Linked DNA regions of Ovis aries: region 2 is linked to region 1. Evidence: chromatin contacts called from public Hi-C data. All regions are on one chromosome and are shown on one strand. The core of a region is the stretch at or near the end of the contact, and the rest is flanking DNA. Distances in the headings are between cores, read along the strand shown. Region 1 has its middle 58 kb from the start of ELMO1. Region 2 overlaps ELMO1 (engulfment and cell motility 1).

Evidence for each region. A called contact is a pair of places that touch in the nucleus more often than the background predicts.
Region 2: a Hi-C map of hypothalamus shows a contact between it and region 1, with 3 times the contacts expected there. The contact joins two enhancer-like sites. A contact is called at or near these places in 13 of 16 Hi-C or Micro-C datasets (blood, hypothalamus, liver and 5 more).

The regions. Positions count from the first base shown.
Region 1 is chr4:61,401,932-61,405,034 of ARS-UI_Ramb_v3.0, reverse strand. No RefSeq gene overlaps it. Among named protein-coding and RNA genes, the nearest start is that of ELMO1, 58 kb to the left of the region's middle. Within about 2 kb of position 1,619, at least 9 of the 54 cell types and tissues checked have an H3K27ac peak or open chromatin away from gene starts, as enhancers often do. A contact at or near this core is called in hypothalamus, where this site is marked.
Region 2 is chr4:61,689,856-61,692,709 of ARS-UI_Ramb_v3.0, reverse strand. ELMO1 (engulfment and cell motility 1) reads right to left here. Exons shown (of 23, transcript XM_060414767.1): 14 at 1,355-1,486. Among named protein-coding and RNA genes, the nearest start is that of ELMO1, 230 kb to the right of the region's middle. Within about 2 kb of position 1,354, at least 4 of the 54 cell types and tissues checked have an H3K27ac peak or open chromatin away from gene starts, as enhancers often do. A contact at or near this core is called in hypothalamus, where this site is marked.

The DNA of each region.
Region 1 (3,103 bases), core at 370-2,869:
AGGTGCCTCTGTATAATTAGCATGTTCAACACATGTCAGATTTTGTGTCCGATGTGATGCCTATGTCATGGGACTTACAGCAGAGTGTTAACCTTCTCAACAATTACCAAAGTTAACAGTTGAATCTGCATTTATGATAAGATGTTGGTCAAAAAGGTTGTCTGCTCTGCATTTGGTCAGTGTTATAACTCTCAGCGTTCATGTTATTCCTTCTCCGTAGTGACAATTTATTGGGTGACGTCAGCATGCAGTGGTTTTAAAGATGGGCTGCCTTTATAAGGGATGTGGGGAAATTACTACTTTAAAAGATGACTTGACAAATGACACCAGGCAGAAAACTAATTTTGTGCTGAAGATGAAGCCACAAACAAATGATAGTGTAGCATTTCCTGTGCTAAGATTTCATGAATAAAGTAAAAGCTAAATTGTCCTTATTCCACCCCAAGTTTTAAATTAGCAGTGCATTTTGGTATCTACTCCCCAAACTGTGCTTTAATTTTAGAAAAGCTAAATGGAAAACATGTTTTAAATATGATACTATGCACAAATATGATATAAATATGAACACATGGTATTAGACATAAATCTCATATTATAAAGAAAAGGGGGCTTCTCTGCCCTTTTTTTCCTCCTATTTGTGAGACATCATCCTCTCCCAAATCATCTCAATCAATTGCCACCATAAGCATGACTATTGTCACAGATGGGTGCTTTTCAAAATAGTTAACAATCCTTTTACACATGCCCCCCAAAAGGAGATAACATTATTCATTGAATTAGAAGGACTGCCTGTGAAAGAAAAGCAGAATTCTTAGGATTGGAAAAGATAAGCTAGGTAGTCCTCCAACAGAGTACCACATGGAATGTGTCGACTGCTTCTTCTTTGCTGTGGTAGGAGCACAATCCACTCCAACAAAAATCTTCCATGGATGCTGGGACATCTAGGTCTGACCTGTCCGCCGTGTAAAGGGCTGGTTAGAATAAGTCATGCAACATTTCTCAAAACCTGTGTCCACAGAGTAGGTAAGTCTGCGTAGTCTGTTCAGAAGTGTACCTGGCAAAACTGCGTCATGGTCGGATATCTGTTGGAACTACTGTGTTCAAAAGTGTCTGCGGGATTCTTAGTGTAGGATATCTCAGAATATTTGATTTCAGCTTTCTCTTTTTCATTGAGTAGCTCATGAAACAAACATTTCTAGGAATTTGCTTTGAAAATTGTTGGTATTTTGGGTTAATTTTAACTCAGGAGTATTTTGTGTACACACACACATATGATGTGCGTATATATATTAAACATGATTTTGAAACAACTGAGCCATTGTCTTCTGTGCTGTATAATTTATTACATAGTTTACTGTTAATTTGAGAATGTTTTAAAGACATTTTAAACTATCCACTACAAAATGGAAATAATCATTTCATGGTAAACTCTCGAGTTAGGAATGACTACACCAGCACATCAATTCTGTTCTGAATTGTTCACATCAATTCTCAGTTGAGGGGGAGCTGTGAAAATGAAATGGGAAACTTCATGAAAACGGAGCTGGGAGGCCAGGAGGGGAGCTCTCATGCATATACCACTTGTGCCAGCACAGATCCCAGTAGGAAGAGACATACCTTGCATCTCTGGCAGAAAGCGACATTACAGGGCCAGCAGGAAGAGGAAAGATTTTCTTCTTGCCTGACAACAGCTCAGCCAAAAAAAAAAAAAAAACTGCTGTACTTTGGACTTTGTGTTTATAACAGCTTCTCTCCCTTGCTTTACCTGACTTGCATGTGCTTTATCATAATTGCATGTCCAGAATTGCAATTCTTGGCTGTTTCCAAGTAAAAAGCCTGTTGTGCTGGAAAAATAACTGGACCTTTTATTGTTTTAGGTTAACAGAAAAGAAACAGACCTGGGAAGAGAGTTTCAATGCAATGGGGAAAGGTTTTTGAGCTACTGCTACAGAACGCTGTAGGACACCACATGAATGGGTTTTTATTTCACTCAATGGACAATGAGTCTTGGAGGAGACAATGCTTGTGCTGAGTACTGAAGAATAAACAGAGTTAGTCATTCAAAGAACTGGAGTTGGTGGGACATGTGAGCCTGAGGCATGGGAGAGCACTGGTTATAATAGGTGGGAAGTTTATTTTATTAGGAAGGAAAGGGGGGAAAGTAAATCTAAGCTATCCAGCCAATACCTGGACTGTGTTCCTTTGTGGCCTGTCAAACCCTTATAGGATTTTGGAAATTATCACCACCTGAAACATTCCCCACTATGAGGACACAAGATAACATTTCTTTGTTTTCGGCATGGCTTGTTTAGGAACACTGGAAATCATACTTATGCCCTATTTGTTAAAGGGAAAGAAAACATTAGACCCTAGAGTGTTTCAGAAAGAGGTAAATTTTAAAAAAATAAAGCATGCGAAAAGGTGGGAATAACAAAAAAAAAAAAAGGAAAAGGGGAAGATGAAATTGTAAGTAGGGGAGGAGTTTGAATAAAGTAGTATCTTATTTTTTTTAATTGTATTATGACTGTTAAAACAAAAGCAAGTTTGTATGTACTTTAGTGGAAAATTAGAGAGTCTCTCAGGGACTGGTAGTCAGATGTAATTTTTAATCAATTCATTTGAAAATCTGTAGCAAATAATGAAATCCATGAGCTACTTATTGCTTTAGAAATCAGCACAGCTATTTATTTGACAATTTTCACATGAAAAGCTTAGTTTTTAGAAGCATATTATTAAAAACATCACTATACACAGGACACTTTATTCTAACGTTTATATCCACTTGAACCTTGTTATAATTTTGAAGTTAGTGTTAATAGCTGCATTCACGATTGCTTGACTTTTTTCCAGATAAAATTGTGAGGTTGGGGCAGATTCTTTATGAAAAGTAGTGTGTGTGTGTGTGTGTGTGTGTGTGTGTGTGCGTGTGTTGGGGTGTGTTTTGCTAGGTGACGATCTTACAAAATTTTCTTAAAATAGCAGGTGAGTTTCAGGTCTAACTGAAGATCATCTGACCAAAAACCTATCATCAGCCATTTTCTGCCCATAAACATGCCAGAGATTCTAGAATAGATGGAGAGGTTGGCATTTCTGGTTTGAGCCA
Region 2 (2,854 bases), core at 105-2,604, 290 kb before region 1:
ATTTGGGATATGACAGCATAAAAATGAAGCTCTGTAAAGCAAGTTGCAAAGCTGAATACAATGCTTCAGAAGTGTTCTTCTTAGAAAAAACATGTTAAGACTACCAGTAAAAAAGGAATAACATCAAATTATTATTTTTTTTCTAGTTTTACAAATATTATTAGAGAGGTTTATAAAAAAGTTACTCTGATGCACCAATGGTTAAAGTAGAAATTACCCAGTGTTTATGGAAAGCAATTTGATGATATCAAAAGCTTTAAAAATATATATCATAGAAATGTTAGTTTCATGGATTTATCCTAATGACATGATCAAGGATGTACATCAATACCGAGAGGCAAAGATGTTAATTGCTGACTCATCTATAATTTTAAAACACTGAAATACTCAGTAAAAGAGCTTGGCTAAATAAACTGTAGTACACTCATATAAAAACAACTCTTTAGCAATGAAAACAATGCATATAACTGATGTGGAAACATTTTCAAAGAATTCCCATAAAAGATAAGGTTTTCCAAATAACAATAAAGCATAAATACCAATGTGTACAAATGAATATTAACATTAGTGTGTGTGTAAGTATATTCAAGGAAAGAGTATTTGCAGTTATAAAATAATGCCCGATGATTTCTAATTACTGAAGACAAAAGTCTGATTCATGTTGGTTATGAAGGAGGTAAAAAGAAACCCAAATTTACACCTGCAGAATTTGAGGTTAATAAGCCAAAGGTCATATAGAAATGTGATAATGATGAAAGCAAAAATGGACCGGAAGCAGAAACAAAAACAACAGATTATATTCAGGACAAGGCTGTGTTCTGATCTGCAAACTAAGTAAAAAGAAAATCTAGGTGGTAACTAATTAGCATCCATAGCAAGACAAAACTTTTAGGACAATATAAACTGCATGTCACACCATGATTAAATTTCAGGAGACTCTCAATCCGATTGTGATATGGAATCGGCATATGCGAATAACCCAGTCACCAGTCCCAAATAAGGTTTCTCTCACAATTGCCATCACCTGTTTAATTTAAACAGAATCTTCAGCCTCCTGTGAAGTAGATCTAACGAAGTCTAGATGCTTTCCGGGCTAACTACTCTTGGTTACACTTAATCAGAACTGAATAAACAAGCTCAGTATTAGTCACACTTGTACAAGTTATTCCACTCCGCTGCAGCCAGAGGAGACTTTCATGTGATCCTGTTCAAACCAGCTAAACATCTGGAAAATGTGGGAACTATTCTGCAAGGCACAGGAGGACCACACGCTCAGAGGAGACATCGCTTATGAGGCTGAGGTCAGGCCCCTGGGGGCTGGAAGGAGAGAGCTCACTGGAGATGGCTTACTTACTATGAAGCCAAGTTTTTTATAATCCCGGGTGTACATGGACTTGCGCTTCTCCATGCTGCCACTGCTGTTATTTGGTTCAGACTCTGCATCAAAAGCAATTCTTCGAAGTTCAAATATGATGTCCCGCTGAGCCTGAAGGGTTTAGGAAGGAAAAAAAAGGGAGGGAGAGAGAGCTGCCTTCATTCTGTGATGTTTCATCTGCTCCCTCATTCCCCAGGGTCTAAATGAATCACTGGGTACAGGCAAAAGGAAAACAGATAAAGGGCAACCAGTGTTCTAAGTTACAGCTCTGTGAACTTTTTCCCCCCTCCTGCCACTCTCCCTGCTGGTCAGCCCTGGCTTTATTCCACAATTATCCTCATGGCCAAGCCCCCTGAAGCTCTGGTATCAACTGCCCTGTGACATTCTCAATGAGGGCCCCAAATATGATGGAAGGCTTGTGATTGGAAAAAGCCAAGTTAGAGGATCTTGAAGTCCTGTACTGTCAGAAATAAAGTGAGACGCACATAAGGTTTAAGAACAATAGGTAGGTGATACGGGATCCCTAACTCCACTGAGAAGTGACTTCATAGAGACAAATCTGAAAAATGGTTAAAACGGTAAAGGTTCTGTGATGCACGTTTAACCACAATAAGAAAAAGGCATGTATCTTTTACATAAATAGGAGGAGGTTTTCAAGAAGGGAGGGCTGTTCCACCTCTGGACGCATTGCCTTTCGAACTAAAAGTCATAAGGCAGTCTCATCTCTCTGTGATGATTGCACTTGGCCTTGCCAGAAGTGTGGGGCACGTTAGACGGCCGCTGGAAGCCTCTGGATCATTCTGAATCGCGTGGCCTCACGCCACAAACGAAGTGCTGCGGCGGTTACACACTTCGCATGTGTGTCCACATCTGCCAGAGATCAGACCCTCACGTGCCAATAACGAGTGTTTTCCTTTCCAAAGCTGCAGCGCTGTTTAAGCTGCAAATATGCTACAGCAGCGCTCCCAGCTGTTTCCTCTCACTCTGTCTTCACACAGTAAAGTTCCCCCAGAGCCTTTTGGATCAAGACTTAACCTCTCAAGCACAACAGCCAGAGACCTAGAGAGATCTATAGCAGAGAGCCAACCGACAGAAATGGAAGCCCAGAAATCAGATGTAACCTGGGGCCTCGATGGCTCTGACCACTGGAGAATGGAAATACTCTCTCAGCCTGTAGAAGCCATATCACCAGAGCTGCCAAGTGGCTCTGTGTCCTGGGGACTTGACTCCAAAGCTATCACCAATGAAAGCACTGGAGCCAAGTGTCAGTATTTGTAGTCATGCGACGTCAGGCTTTCTTATCCAATAAGGAAAGAGTCTGCATGTGTTCGATACATTAACAAAACAATTCATTTATTTTATTCTATGATCCTATGCATGCTTAGTCACTTAGTTATGTCCAACTATTTGCGACCCTTTGGACTATAGCCTGCCTGGCTCCTCTGTCCATGGAATTTTCCAGGCAAGAATATTGGAGTG